Regions from separate parts of the Mus musculus genome. Here region 2 is linked to region 1. The links are chromatin contacts, called in public promoter capture Hi-C maps. All regions are on one chromosome and are shown on one strand. The core of a region is the stretch at or near the end of the contact, and the rest is flanking DNA. Distances in the headings are between cores, read along the strand shown.

What was found. Promoter capture Hi-C pulls out the DNA fragments that hold promoters and counts their contacts.
Region 2: a contact with region 1 is called in a promoter capture Hi-C map of pre-B cells, with 2.7 times the contacts expected there. The contact joins the promoter of Trub2 here to the promoter of Ubac1 in region 1. A contact is called at or near these places in 1 of 39 promoter capture datasets (pre-B cells) and 2 of 484 Hi-C or Micro-C datasets (CD4 T cells and CD8 T cells).

Annotation. Positions count from the first base shown.
Region 1 is chr2:26,019,142-26,026,445 of GRCm38.p6, forward strand. Ubac1 (ubiquitin associated domain containing 1) reads right to left here and starts at 2,619. Exons shown (of 10, transcript NM_133835.2): 1 at 2,256-2,619. The coding sequence starts at 2,393.
Region 2 is chr2:29,783,179-29,790,482 of GRCm38.p6, forward strand. Trub2 (TruB pseudouridine (psi) synthase family member 2) reads right to left here and starts at 4,493. Exons shown (of 8, transcript NM_145520.5): 1 at 4,325-4,493; 2 at 3,298-3,429; 3 at 1,775-1,849; 4 at 134-195. The coding sequence starts at 4,433. Coq4 (coenzyme Q4) reads left to right here and starts at 4,315. Exons shown (of 7, transcript NM_178693.5): 1 at 4,315-5,179; 2 at 5,259-5,390; 3 at 6,725-6,821; 4 at 7,279-7,304. The coding sequence starts at 5,107.

The sequences.
Region 1 (7,304 bases), core at 1,369-3,868:
CGGTTTAGGCTTTGAAGGAGAATTCATGTGCTTCATCCAGATGGTACACTACAGAAAAGCTCCTCCACACCACAGCTCCATCACCCCAGACTTCCACTAACCCCCTTTAGAAAAGAGGACTCACTGTGCCCCTTTCCTAGATACCGGCAGTGGAAGCTGGGCAATAGCATGGTGAAGTCACTTTGGGTAAAACAAAAAGGGGGAGGCAAAAACCAAATCTATTTCCTTAAGAATTTAAATAACAAGCCTCTCCTTGATACAGCTGTAAATTCCCAGGAGTGCTGTGGGAGAAAAAATTTTTTAAAAAACTCTATCATACCCCTCTGGAAGAGAGGAAAGAAGAAAAAATAATAGTGATAACAACCCCAGTAACCAGGGTGCACAGGACAATAAAGAACATGGAAGTCAGGTCAGGATAAAGTATCTTGTGCATGACAGGTTTACAGTCAGGTACAACGAGAAGATCATCTTTTCTAATAAATGCAGTGTGACTCCTAGAGCTGATGGGACCCGGAGGTGGGTCAGTTCTAATGCCTCTGCTCTCCAGCCCTGTGATCTAGAATGCTGTGAAATTCTCCTGCTGCTTCAGCCCTCTGCCCTGGAAAATGTGGAGTAGAATAGTCTCAATTTAAACAAGAATAATGACAAAAATGGTCAAAATGATACAACTCCAATATCAACTGGAATATTAAACATCACAAATAATTAGCATCATATCAAAACCTGCTGCCTAAGCCTAACCATACTGCCCCTAAAATGTATTAGCAAGCATCTGTGAATCATCTCCCTACCCCCTTCATAGAATACTGCCATGCTCATTACGTATATCCACACCACAAGTGAGTTAGGCAAGAGATCACAGCAGTGAAGGTGACATCCCATGCTCATGTGGTTTGAGGCTGACACCTTTCATTCCTTCAATCCTTACACCGACTTTGAAGTTACTCCAAGCTCAGCCCCCGAGGAACTGACCTAGGAGATGACACAGCATAGTACTAGGCCAGCATGGATGCTAGGGAACAGTCTAGATGCCCAAGGAGGCCCCAGTCTTTAAGCTTCTGCTGAGCCTCTGGGTCTTGCTATTGAGAAAATCCACAGGCTCAACACAAGCTTAAAGGTTGGGGACTCCTTGGGCAGTCTAAAATACATTTTGTCCTGTATGTGAGCCTCATTGAGGTGAACCACAGACACTGAGACCCACGGTTACTCAACATCTAATGCACTGCAGAAGAGGGGCTTGAAACAGATCTCTTGGAGCCTGCCTGACATTACACACTGACTACACAAAGGCACACAGATGATAAACTACCCTTTGCAAGCAGCTGCTATAGTAACTTGAAGACTGCCTTTAGAGGAAACACAATGCTGAACTTTAACACAACCTACTGCTGTAGATCCCTAACTTTCCGAAGAGTCCCCTCTAAAAAGCTATCTGGCACTAATCTTGTCTGGCATGGTGCTTCCATAGGCTACCAGTGTCTAACAGACATCTGTTTCATCTTCAACTGGGAGCAGTTAGAGCCAGGAAGGCTTCAAGAACTAATTCCAAGACTTAACTAAAACTAAAAGGCTAACTATAGTACAACGTTCACTGAATGTAAGTAAACTTAACAAATGCCACTTGCTGGCAGGAGACAGTCATCCTGGACCTTCCCACTCAATCAACTGTTGCCCCAATAGAAAGTAGAAGCCAAGGAACTTGTCCCACAGTGACACTATTTTAAGTGACTACTGCTAAGTGTCAAGTCCCGGCCATGGGCTCCTAGCAGCTGGCTCCTCAGGCAAGGAGCCAGTCCTCTTATAATGGGATCTAGTTACTTCCAGCTTCTGGAGGAAACTAAAAGCTCATCCCAACAGCAGGCAAGCCCCAAGGCTAGAAAACCATGATCCCTTGCCTTTGCCTCTCCCAGTCTCTGTTCACTCTCGCCTTCACCTCCCTAGCACGTTGCAGAAATTAAATAAAGCTCGCTCAACAGCGGGGGCCAGATGCTCTTCTCTGAGCACTAGGTTTGTGATTGGAGGAGCGGAAGGCGCTGCCCAGGCCCGGAGGAGCGAAGGCTGGGAGCAGCGGGCTGCACGGCAGGGACTGGGGACCGGTCCAGGAAGAAGCGAAAATCTGGCGTCTAGGTAGAGATAGGAGTGTCGGGGCAACCAGAAGGCTGGGGACTGGGGCGGAGTCTGGGACATAAGTCTAGGTTTCTGGTTTTCAGAACGGAGGCAGAGGTGGAACTGGGTCGTAAGGAGCTCGGCCTTACATGTTTGAGGCAACTCTCCTTGAGCTTCTCCACCGATGTGTCCTCGGTCGCCTCCTCCAGCCACTCGGCGCCGTCGGCTGCGCAGATGTGCAGCCGAAGCACCTTGCCCGCGAAGATCTTCTCCTCCTGCACGAACATCGCGCCGCCGCCCGGGCCTGCACCCGCCGCCCGAACCAGTGAAGGTCACTGAGGCTGGCGGGAGGACCAGGGGCGGGGCCGGGCCGCCGTGCGCTCCTTCGCTGGCCGCCGCCGCCCCGCCCCGGCTCCTGTCAGCTCCGCCGCCCGTCACTGAAGGGGCAGGAGCTGTACCCTTGCTGCCACTGCCCGTGTCGCCGTAGCCGCCCGGAGCGCGCGGTCGCAGCCGCGCCGGAAGTGCGTAATGAGCGCCCGTGGGTATGCCGGGAAATGTGGTTTTTTTTTGGCAGGCATTCTGCTGTTGCCCACCCCACCCCCCGCACCCCCCGCCCGCACCGCGCCGGAAATAGGTAAAGTGCACCAAGGCACGCCGGGAGTTGTCGTTCCCAGGCAGGCTCACGGCCCCCTTACCAAAAATTAATGTGTGAGGTGGGTCAGATGCATACCGGGAGTTGTAGTTCTCCATATACCTCATTCCTTCAGCACCTCCCAGCCTTGTTACCTGATTTGCTGGTCTGTTGGAATTGAAAAGGGCTCCGGAGTCAAGTACACAAGATAATACGTCTGGGTCAGGGCACTAGAAATGTGTCACAGTTGTAAGTGCTTGTATGCCATGCACAAAGCCCTGGGTTTGCTCCTCGGCGCAGCATACGCCTGGCACAGGTTTATAATCCTGAACGTTTAGGCAGAACCAGAAGGTCAAACAGGTCATCCTTGACTACATAATGAGTTCAGAACCACTCTGGAATACAAGCCTGCATAAAACACATACAAATGCGCGTGCGTACACACACACACACACACACACACACACACACACACACACACACACACGCATGCGCGCACACACTCACACATACGGGATGGGGGGCCCTGGCTCGGTGGTTAGGATTACTTTCTACTCTTGCTGAGGATCCTGTGTTTCTCAGAACCCACAATGGTGCTTCAGAATTATCTTGAAGATCAGACACACTGTTGATACATATATGTAAGCACAATACTTACAAAATAAATCTTTTTAAGCTAAAAAAAAACAAATAAAAAATAAATAATATCATAATTATTAGTGATCCAGGAATGGTGGTGTGGAGGTAGGAGGAACAGTTCAAGTTCATAGTCATCTTTGACAAGATCCATGAGCTCTTGCCACAGATCTGTGTCTTGGCAGATGGTACAGAACTAAGCAATAAGGGTTGTGAGGAGTGGGTCTGAGGCCCCTCCAGCTGGTCTTCAAGTTCCCCAGGCCTCTCCCCAACAAACCCCTTGCTCTTTGTCCAAAGCCTAGGCTACTAAGCCCCAGTCTTCAGAGGCCTAATGTCCTCTTTCTCTTGGAAGCCTGTCATGGTGCCACCTAGGGCATAATAAGAATGTTTGCAAGTATTTCCACATAGCCCATTCAGCATCCTACCACTGGATATACTGAAAGAAGTACCCAGAGGGACACGGGACAAGTCCCTTCCATATGCTTGATCTGGCTCTCCAGGATTCCCAAGAGTGAAGTGAGCAGAAGGAATTGTGGAGACAGTGATCTTTGCAATGTGTGTATGAGGTCCCTTTGGAGCTGGAGACAACAGATCCTCTCCTCCAAAACCTCCAGGCTTCTATGTGAACACAGAGATACCCCTCAGAGCACTATGAGGAAGGATAGGCTGCCCAGCCTCCCAGGTCAGCCTTACTACAGAAGCCCGGCAGGCACAGCTCTGTGGGTGCTCATGCAGTATTCAAGGGAGAATGCATCTCCCTCTACTCACCAGCTGGGCTAAGGCAAGGAGCTTGCATGGAGACTCAGCTTCTGCCCATCTGGTGCCATTCTGTACCTTGTCCAGTTTCAGTCTCTGCTTCAGAGAACATGCTGTCCCCTCCCTGCCTGCCTATAGGAAGGCGCGTGCTCGTAGAGTACCTGCTGTTTATGCTGGGGATGCAACGGGGAGGGTTGAGTGAAGTTCCTTGGCTGGCAGATCCTGTTTTCCTGCGATGGGCCAGCCAGACAAGGCTCTGAAGACTCTTTTTTTCTTTTTAAAGATTTATTTATTTATTTATTTATTTATTTTATTTATTTATTATATGTAAGTACACTGTAGCTGTCTTCAGACACTCCAGAAGAGGGCGTCAGATCTCGTTACGGATGGTTTTGAGCCACCATGTGGTTGCTGGGATTTGAACTCAGGACCTTTGGAAGAGCAGTCAGTGCTCTTACCCGCTGAGTCATCTCACCAGCCCGAAGACTCTTAATTAAAGCAACAGAAATTAGTTTTAGCCACCCCAGAGGAAAAAAAGAAATGTACAGAGTGGTCCCTAGGGGCTCTCTCAGAATCTCCACTGGCCAAGAAGACTAGGTAAAAGTCGGAAGTTCATTCAACACAGGGCCCACCTAGGCAAACACAGTACTACCTTCACACTGGATCCCCTAGTCCAGGCCCTACCTCACAAAGCTTGACAAGTAAGATCCAAGCAACCTGTAGCTTGTAACACTACTTACACCCTTAGGGTCACCTTCCTATCTATATGGTTTTCAAGAACAGAACAAGTCAGATGCTCCCAGAGCCAGTCAGCTCTCCATCTCAATTGGTCTGAGTATGACAGGTCCAGGGCCCATCTAGGAACCAGAGAGCCAGTCTTGGCAGATCTGTGGCAAGATGGCTGCCACACCAGGTACTGGTTCCACTCCAGCACCAAGAGTTCACAGGAGGAGGTGGCTGACAGGAACATGGCCCTCCTTCCCATGGCCTCCTACCCTCTGCCCTGGCAAGCACCCTGGGGAAACATGCCCTGTGTAGTGTCATGTACATGTTATGTTGTAATGTAGTACATGTTGTGTTGGCATTAGCTATGGTAGACAAGGTGGGAAGGCTCTCCCTGCAAAAAGGGCATCAGCTCTGATACAAATGCTTCTGCTAGTCATGAACAGGACAGAGTCCCCACACTGCAAATTTTACCAAAAAAGGGGGATACTGCAATACCTGGAGCAGACCACTAGAAGGCGCGAATAAGCCACTGTCAGCTCAGAGCAGGTATTTGTGAGTTGGCTGGTTGTATGGAATGAATGTGCATACTGTGTAAGCATGTATATGGATGTACATATGTTTGTGTACAGATGTATATGAATGCATTTATATGGGAGTATGCTGGTGTGTGTTTGTGTCTGTAGGAATACCAGTATGTATGGTACTGGTAGGTGGTGAACATAAACGCAGGAGCAGGTGTGCAGGTGAGCAGGTGAGCAGGTGTGCAGGTGTGCAGGTGTGGGTTCGACCTGGAACCCCAAGGCTTGGCAACCTGCAGAATGGGATGTGTAGAGCACTGAGGAGCAGCACCACCAGAGGAGGTTGCTGGGAATGGGCCATGAAGGATAACTGTGTTTTCCAGGCAACAAGTGAAGGAAATAGAAGGGCATGCTTCCATGCTCCCCTGTGGTGCACTGAGGGGATCCAGTTTGAGAAGTGTATCTCTGGTCCAACACTTTACAATAGGAGAGAGGGGAGACAAAGCCAGTACCAGGTCATCTGATTCAGCTTCTAAAGAGCCCCTATCCCCCCACCCCACCCCACCCTCACCCCAAGGCCTTCCTGAGCTGCCTAAACACCAGCCACCATGGCTGACCACGGTTAGAGTGTCCTGGGATAGCTACAGCTCCACAAAGGAGCCTGTGGCTCGAAACAACAGGAATGTTTTCTCACCTGTGCTGGGGATTCGTGATCAGCATCAAGTTCCCATTGGGACTGGCCATCCCAGGCCCCTCCCAGCGGCTCTCTCAGCCCTGGACACCCTTAACCTTGGCTCATATAGCTGGACTATTCCCTGCTGAGTCTTCGTGTTCTCTCCTCTTTCTTTCTTGGTTTTTGTTTGTTTGTTTGTTTTGTTTTGTTGGTTGGTTTTTTGTTTTTTGAGACAGGGTTTCTCTGTGTAGCCCTGGCTGTCCTGGAGCTCACTTTGTAGACCAGGCTGGCCTTGAACTCAGAAATCTGTCCGTCTCTGCCTCCCAAGTGCTGGGATTAAAGGCGTGCACCGCCACCGCCTGGCGTGTTCTCTCCTCTTATAAGGAAACCCGTTATTGAATCAGCACCACCCAAACTAGAACAAGCTCATCTGAGATCTTAAACCAAAGGACCTAAAGACCCCCTCCTTCAAAGCCATATTCTCGGGTTCCAAGTGGGCATGAGTTTGGGGACCTTCAAGTTGCAGCACTAGCGGAGAGGCCGTGGGCACTTACTAGCACAGGACTGTGTTGCTGTCCCCTATCCTCCCTATGCTACCCCATTCTGCACATACAAGCCCCCGCCTCCCAGTGACATTTGGGCTCAATTTTGACCTCTCAGCTCCCCGGGAGGTCAGCCCCAAGGATCCAGTGCCCAAGGTGGACAGAAATGAGGCAGAAAGAACCTCCCACCCCCAAGCCACAGCATCAGGAGTTGTGAAATGTGAGTGATCCCCAAGGTTAATTAATTATTACATTAAAATGCACCCGTTAAGGGGCCGCAAACAGGAAGTATTAATCACCATCTCCTCAGACTGACAGGCGCATTTCCCTAAGTTCTGCTGGCTGCTGACTTAACCAAATGTTAATCTCCCCGCGGCTGCCATTTCCCATGAAGTCACAGCTCATGAATATTCCGACATCTCAATTTGCTTTTTATAAGGACAGACTTATTATTTCATTTTTAAGTTTACTGTCATGAATAGTAATTTGCCAGCTCCCAAAATAATGAGATAGCAGCCATCATTCCAGTCATCTGGGAGCTGGGCTCTGTTTCTTCCTCAAGGGACCAAGGGGACACCAGGACACCTTGCCACTCTATCAGCTTAGGGGAATATCAGTGGTAGAACCAAGAGCAGGCTACCCCTGCCCCAGCACTGGGATACTGTCCACTCTTAGGCTCCTGTGACTGGAGCGAAAGGATGGGAAGCTTGGCCCAG
Region 2 (7,304 bases), core at 3,243-5,742, 3.8 Mb after region 1:
ATGCTGTATCTCTAGTCTTTCCTAGCTACAGCAAGCCAAAAATGCTTGCTAGTGGCCTCGGCCTTCCCTATCCGTGACTTCTGGGAAGAAGCACTGGGTAAGTAGGCTGCACCATATCTTTAGCCCACGATACCTTGGTGAGATGAGCATCATACATGTCAGTGAGGAGGCTGCGTCCATGTCCCACGGCGAGCACTGAAAGGCAACCAGACCCTCTCTCACCTAGTCCCTTTCCCTGGGAACAACCCTTGCCATTCCCTGCCACCAAACACTCCCTCTCCTTGCAGCCAGCATCCGGGGAGGGAGCTGCTGTCAACACTGGTCTCCAGGGCTGGTCTAAGGGTGGCATCTGGCTCACGATGGGAAATGAGCCTAAGTACCTGAGGAAGCTCCCAGAGGATACTGAAACACCCCCAAAGCAAGAGAGCATTGTCCCAGCTCCACCAAATTGCAACTACATTTAAGGCTGGGAGGGAGTCACACACCGATAATCCCAGCACTTGGGAGGCTGAAGTTGGAGAACTCTGAGTTCCAGGCCAACCTTGAAAGTAGTCAGAGTTTGTCTCATATAAACACATAAATTTAAAAAATAAAATAAAGTCGGGCAGTGGTGGCACACATCTTTAATCCCAGTACTTGGAAGTCAGAGGCAGGTGGGTCTCTGAGTTGGAGGCCAGCCTGGTCTATGGATCGAATTCCAGGACAGCCAGAACTACACAAAGAAACCCTGTCTCAAAAAACAAAAACGGGGGTGGGGGTGGGGGGTGTGGTATGGGGGACTTTTGGGATAGCATTGGAAATGTAAATGAGGAAAATACCTAATTAAAAAAAAAACAGCATTAAAAAAAAAAAGAAAAACAAAAACAAGACAAAACAAACAATTCAAGTCAAGGTGCTACATGCTTACAGTCCCCAGCACTCAGGTAGAGGAGGGCCAAGATCTCAAGGTCATTTAGACCCAACTGGAGCCAGCCTCGGCAAACTGAGACAAAAAAAAAATCGTCTCAGAAACAAAAACAAGAACCTAGGTTTTCTGACTCTTAATTTTAAACATTTTTGGCCCTCAAACTCTCAATGAGTTATACAGAGAAAGATGCTCAGGCCTGTGCATATCACAGACTGGGGGAGGCAACAAACAGAAAGCTAATGGTACAAAGGAAGGAGCCATAACAGGGCCTTTGGGGCCACTTCCTGCCTATTCCCTGATCTGTTTATCCCTCTGTCTAAAGAAATGAATGGCTTCCCATTCACTGTTAGAGAGGGAAACAGGGAGGGGGCATGAGATCACGTCTGACTGCCCTTACCTCAGGAAGAAAGAGAGGGAACCAAGACTGTGGAGGCTGGACAATGGGCTACCATGTGACCCGGAGGCCACAGAAGGCTTGTGACTTGGAGCTTTGTATCCAACTCTGGCAATATGCAAACCGCAGCCAGAGGAGATAGAGCCATGTGCCTGCTGCACCCTAACTCGATGGGAGCTCCTCTGGGGACCATGGGTATTTAGTGGCCAGGCCTCAGCTCCAGTCTTACTCTCTTCACTGGTAACATTACACAGCATCTGTCATGGGTATGGTGAACAAATGTCCATAAAGGCCTTGAACCACGTGTCATGCAGGAAGGAATCCCTTGACAGAGGTGGGACCTGCCCAGCTGAAGAGACAAGAGACTCAGTGGAGAGAAAAGTAAGAGAGTGAGGTCAGATAAGCTGTGGGCTGGGCCCTGGATCACCTTCTGATCCTTCTCCAAGCTCACAGCACCACATCCCCAGACTTACCAAGCACACCAGAAGCCTGGACATCCAAGCGATGTCCCACACCGATCTTCAGGTTTGTGAATGCTGGACCACGTACTGGAAAGAAAAAGCCAGTTCATTTCTTCAACTAATGAGCCTTGAGGGTAACTTTGGCAAGAGGCCCTCATTCCAAGAACAGAAGGGCCTCATGGGGATCAAATTATGCTAGGCTGTATTTCCAGGCTTCTCTTCCTCGGAAGCTGGAACCACTATTTCCCTAGTTCCCTGGGCCCAGAGAAAGGGCAACGCAAGACTCTTCTTCCTCTGCCTATCACTATTCGCCCCATTTGAGGCTTTGAGATCAGGCATCACACTGGGGATCAAGATTCTGGGCTTCTCTGCACATCGTGTGCTGATAGAAAACCTGGCCATTCTCCTCCTGAATCAGTGAGCTCCCTAAGGTGGGACCTAGGTCTGTCTGTCTACAATACTGACCTATGGCCCCAGACTCAGTGTCTTGACCACTAAAAGACTGACTACAGCTTAATGTGCCCCAGCACTTGGGAGGCAGAAGCAAAAGGATCAGAATCCAGACTTCAAGGTCATATTTAACTATACAGTGAGTTCAAGACCAGCCTGGACTACAGGAGGCTGTGTCTCAAAACACAAAAACAAGAGCTGGCGAGGTGGCTCAGTGGGTAAAGGCTGCCACGCCTGATGACTTCAGTTTGATCCTGGGACCCATGGTGGCCTGAGAGAAGTGATTCCCAAAAGATGCCCTCCGACTTTCACACCCAGGCCTTGGTGTGCACACATACATACAAATAATACGTTTTTGTTTTTGTTTTTTTTTAATAAGGGACCTACCTCACAGAACTGGGGTGAGGACAAAGATAACATGATGTCTAATACAGAGCAGGTATTAATAACACAGGTCTACCAGAAGTTCTCAGCTTCCCTAGAGAGTCCTAGAATAGCTAAGAGTCAGCAAAGTGTAGTTCACAAGTCAAATCATCAAGTCTACTTTGTTTTGAGACTGGGTCTCACTGTGTTGCCCAGGTTGGCCAGGGACTCCTAAATTTAAATGATCCTTTCAGTCTCCCATAGAAGACAAAGGCTGCTGGACACCGGTGTTTATAACTGCTCTCAAAATAGCTGTTTTGTACTCCAGCCTTTTTTTTTTTTTTTTCCTTCGAGACAGGGTTTCTCTGTATAGCCCTGGCTGTCCTGGAACTCACTTTGTAGACCAGACTGGCCTCAAACTCAGAAATCCGCCTGCCTCTGCCTCCCAAGAGCTGGGATTAAAGGCGTGCACCACAACCATGTGGCTGCACTCCAGTCTTGACTAAAATACAAGAAGGTTCTCTCCTTTCCTACAGTCTAGAGATGCTTTGCATTACAATAGCAAAGAGGAGCAGAGCCAAGGAAAACACAAGGCTGTAGGCAGAAGCTGTTTAAAATCTTCCCTCTCTAGGGAAGTTTGCCAAACCCTGGGCTAGAAATCTAACTCAGGCCAGGGATTTCCTCTAACATCACGGCCAGGGTCCTGTCTGACTCTGCCTTACCAAGTCTGTGGGTGGTGAGGGAGGGTACATTGGTGGCTCTGAGAGTCAACTTCTTCTCTTCACTGCCTTCCACAGGGCCTAGCAAGAAGCGAACACGCTGATCAGGAGCAGGAGGCTGCTGGGCATTGAGACCTAAGCACAAAAGAACACAGTCAGTACTTTTCCAACCCGCAAGAGAAGGGGTAGAGAGATGGTAGCATAGAAGATGGATTTGTGTATCGTAGAAAACGTACTATGACTCCTTCAGAAGCCAGGTATCATTAATTCCAGCACTGGGGAGGCAAGAGGCGGGCCTATCTCTGAATTCAAGGCCTGACTGATCTACAGAGTTATTTCCAGGGCAGCCAGGGGTATACAGAGAAACCATTCTCTAAAAAGTGAAGAACAAACAAACAAAACAAAAATCCTAGGTTGGAAGTGTAGCTCAATTCATGGAGTGTTTGCACAATACGCAAGACGCCCCGGGTTCCATCCCCAGCACCCTAATGGGAGGTGGTACTACACAGATGTAGTCTAAGACCTTGGGTAGTGAAGGCAGGACAGTCAAAAGTTCAAGGTTATCTTCATCTTACATAGCAAATTTGAGGCTACATGACAGTTTTTAAGAAAATAAAAGAAAGGAAAAAAAGGCAAAGAAAAAAATTGGTGTTTGAGGGTCGGGGTGGTGGTCACGCTTGTGATCCCAGCATCTGGCAGGTGGAGTCAGGAGAGTCAGAATTCTCAGTGCCTCACTGATTTCAAGGTCGGATTAATTAGAAAAGACCCTGTCTCAAAAGGCAAAAAAAAAAAAAAAAAAAAAAAAAGTTCAAATTCTAACTCTGTAACAGAAACCGCGAAAAAAAACCCAACACTATAGAATGAATTTCTCTAAAGGAAAATAGCGGAGAGTGGGTAGTAACGAAATGTGTACAAGAGAAAAAAAACAAACAAACAAGAAACAGCTACAACCCGGCAAACGAACCACGTGACCTCACTCCACATCAGAAAGAACTAAAGCAAAACCGTGGGTCCGCGTCGGAGTTCTCACCTTTAAGCAGTTGCAACTCCACGGTCTCACGCAAGTGCAGCCACTTCAGCCCCGGAGGTTTATAGACAGCGAAGAGCCCCTGCAGCCGAGCTAGGCCAGAAGAACCCATGGCTGGAACTCAGCGGTTCAACATCATCCAGAAGCGGGGATGCGGGCGGAAGTGCTGCGTGGTCCTTTCCCAAATGTGGTCCCTACTGTAGGTAGCCGCCTTGTTTCCTTGGCAGGAAGAGGTTCTTTTCTTATTGCCCTCCGGGGGGGAAATAAGAGATGGAGAAGAAAATAGGGCCGGATATCGAGCAACCGAATTCTCGGTTATGTTATTTTTGAATTCTTTTCAGGAGTTTTTTGTTTGTTTGTTTCTCATATATCCCAGGCTGCCCTCAAACTTGCTAAGTTGCCGAGAATTCATTACTTTTCTGTCTCCACTTTTCCAAGATCTGGAGTGACGAGTAATTCACATCAGGCTTGGTTTTTGAGACAAGGTCTCTAGTACTGCCTTCGTACTTAAGAAATAGCCAAGAAGGATCTCGAACTGATCCTACGGCCTCCAGGTTTCAAATGCTGGGTTGACAGGCCTACGTTATAAATAACGCCTGGCTCACAGCAGTTGTTTTACTTCAGTGGCAAACAGATCTTGTGGCTTTCCTTCTCATGCTCCTGTCCATATTACAACATCTCCGATCAAAAAGCCACAGTGAGTGCAGTGTCCCAGGAGTCTTTTGACTTCTCGGGCCTCCGTAGTACCTGCGGAGCCCCGCCTAACCACGCGGACGTCCGCTGCCATGGCGACCCTGCTGCTGCTTCGCTCCCTGCGCCTCCACCGCAGTCTTCGGCCCCGTACGCGGCCAGCTGTAGGTGAGCAGCTCTGATTCCAGTGTCCGCGGCGACCAGAGGGACCGGACTCCTCTCACCTTTACCTCTTTTCTGCTCGCAGATGTACCCCTCAGGGCCGGGAGCCATGGCGCCCGCCTGCTGTACCCGGACCACATCCCAACCACCCCGCTGCAAAAGATGCTGCTGGCTGCGGGCGCGGCGGGAATGGCTCTCTACAACCCCTATCGCCACGGTAAGACGGTTTACTCTTCGGTCTCGAAAGCTGGGACCGGTGAAGACTTGGTTTGTGGGCATCCAAACCTGGCTGCGCCTATCATATTTCCCAGGATCGTTTATGATAATCAGGTGCCTGATTCTAGCTAGAACTGTTTTGGGTCTTCTGGGCACAGGGAGGAGAGGAAGAAAGAAACGTGAAGTCTACAAGTCTGCCTTTTTGTAATTCTTGGAAGAGTGTCACCCTAGCATATTAATCTCTGGGCTGAATGACCAGGTACACACCAAATTACAGCATTCTCACTGGGTAGTAAGTAAACTTGGTAAGGGCCATGATCTTCAGGATTTTCTTTGCTGAAACAGTTCAAGATCAGCTTCTTTTTGTTTGTTTGGCTTTGGTTTTTTCAAGACAGGGTTTCTCTGTGTAGCCCTGGCTGTCCTGGAACTCATTCTGTAAACCAGGCTGACCTCGAACTCAGAAATCCGCCTGCCTCTGCCTCCCAAGTGCTGGGATTAAAGGCATGCGCCACCACTGCCTGGCAAGATCAGCTTCTTTTTCCATACATACCCAGTCTTTGCTCAAAGAAAGAAAAGATGGGAGGAAGTAAAAGAAGAGACATGTGGCATGGTTTATATAGGATCTGGTGACTGTACCTGCACTCAACTCTAGCGCCATTTTTTAAAAATTGTTTTGTTGAGGCAAGGTCTCTTATAGACTGGGCTGTCCCCTAACTCCATAGATAGCCAAGGATGACTTTGAATTCCTGATCACCCTGCCTCCCTACCTCCTGAATGCTGGGACTACAGGTGTGTGCTACCCTCATACCCAGTTTATATGATGCTGGGAACCAAACTCAGGGCTTTGGGTGTGCTAAGCAAGCACTGTGTCAGCCTAGTTACTGCCATTCATCACCATTTAATCTCAAGGCCGGTGGAAACAAGACACTCTGTCTTGATAATGGTCTATGAAAGTGGTTCCTGCTGTTGATGAAAGCCTCCATATTCCTATAGGTTTGTAATGTTAAGGATAGTAGCTAGCCGGGTGTGGTGGCATACGCCTTTAATCCCAGCACTCGGGAGGCAGAGGCAGGTGGATTTCTGAGATCGAGGACAGCCTGGTCTACAAAGTGAGTTCCAGGACAGCCAGGGCTATACAGAGAAACCTAACTGTCCTAGTGGTACACGCCTTTAATATAGCACTTGGAAAGCAGAGGCAGAAAGATCTCTGAGTTTGAGGCCAGCCTGGTCTGCATAATGAGTTCCAGGCCAGCCTGTACTACAAAAAGAAACTGTCTCAAAAACAAACAAACAAAAGAATCCATTCTCTGTCTTTTCCCATCTCTGTCCTTTCAGACATGGTTGCAGTTCTAGGGGAGACCACAGGATGCCACACCCTGAAATTCCTCAGGGACCAGATGAAGAAGGATCCAGAGGGTGCCCAGATTCTACAGTAGGTCCCAACTTTGCTTTTGGCAGGGGTGTGTCTGTCCTCATCCTGTTAGGAGCCCTTCAGAGGACCATGGGTGGATATATTGCCTGGGACACTGCTCAAAGCCAGGAGCACGCATATATGTATGTGGGATTATACAATATGTCATCTTAGTCCTGTGTAAACCACAAGACTCTGCTTGCATTAAGCTGGCTGTACTTCTCCAGCTGTGCTGTATCTATCCCTTCCCTGGCATCTGTGGCCCTTCTCTCTGACTAGATTGTGTCTTTGAAGGCACCAGCTCAGCCCTGGGTTGGGATCGTCTCCATAGTCCCTAATACTGCAGTGTTCTCTTAGGGCTTGTGGCTACATAGATGTCCTGTGGCTACCTAGGCCCACTTCAGCTTCCTTTATGTGACCCTTTCACTTGCCTTGGCTGACACACACCCAGGCTTACCTTCTATATTCTGTCTTTCAGAGAGCGTCCCAGGATCTCCCTGTCTA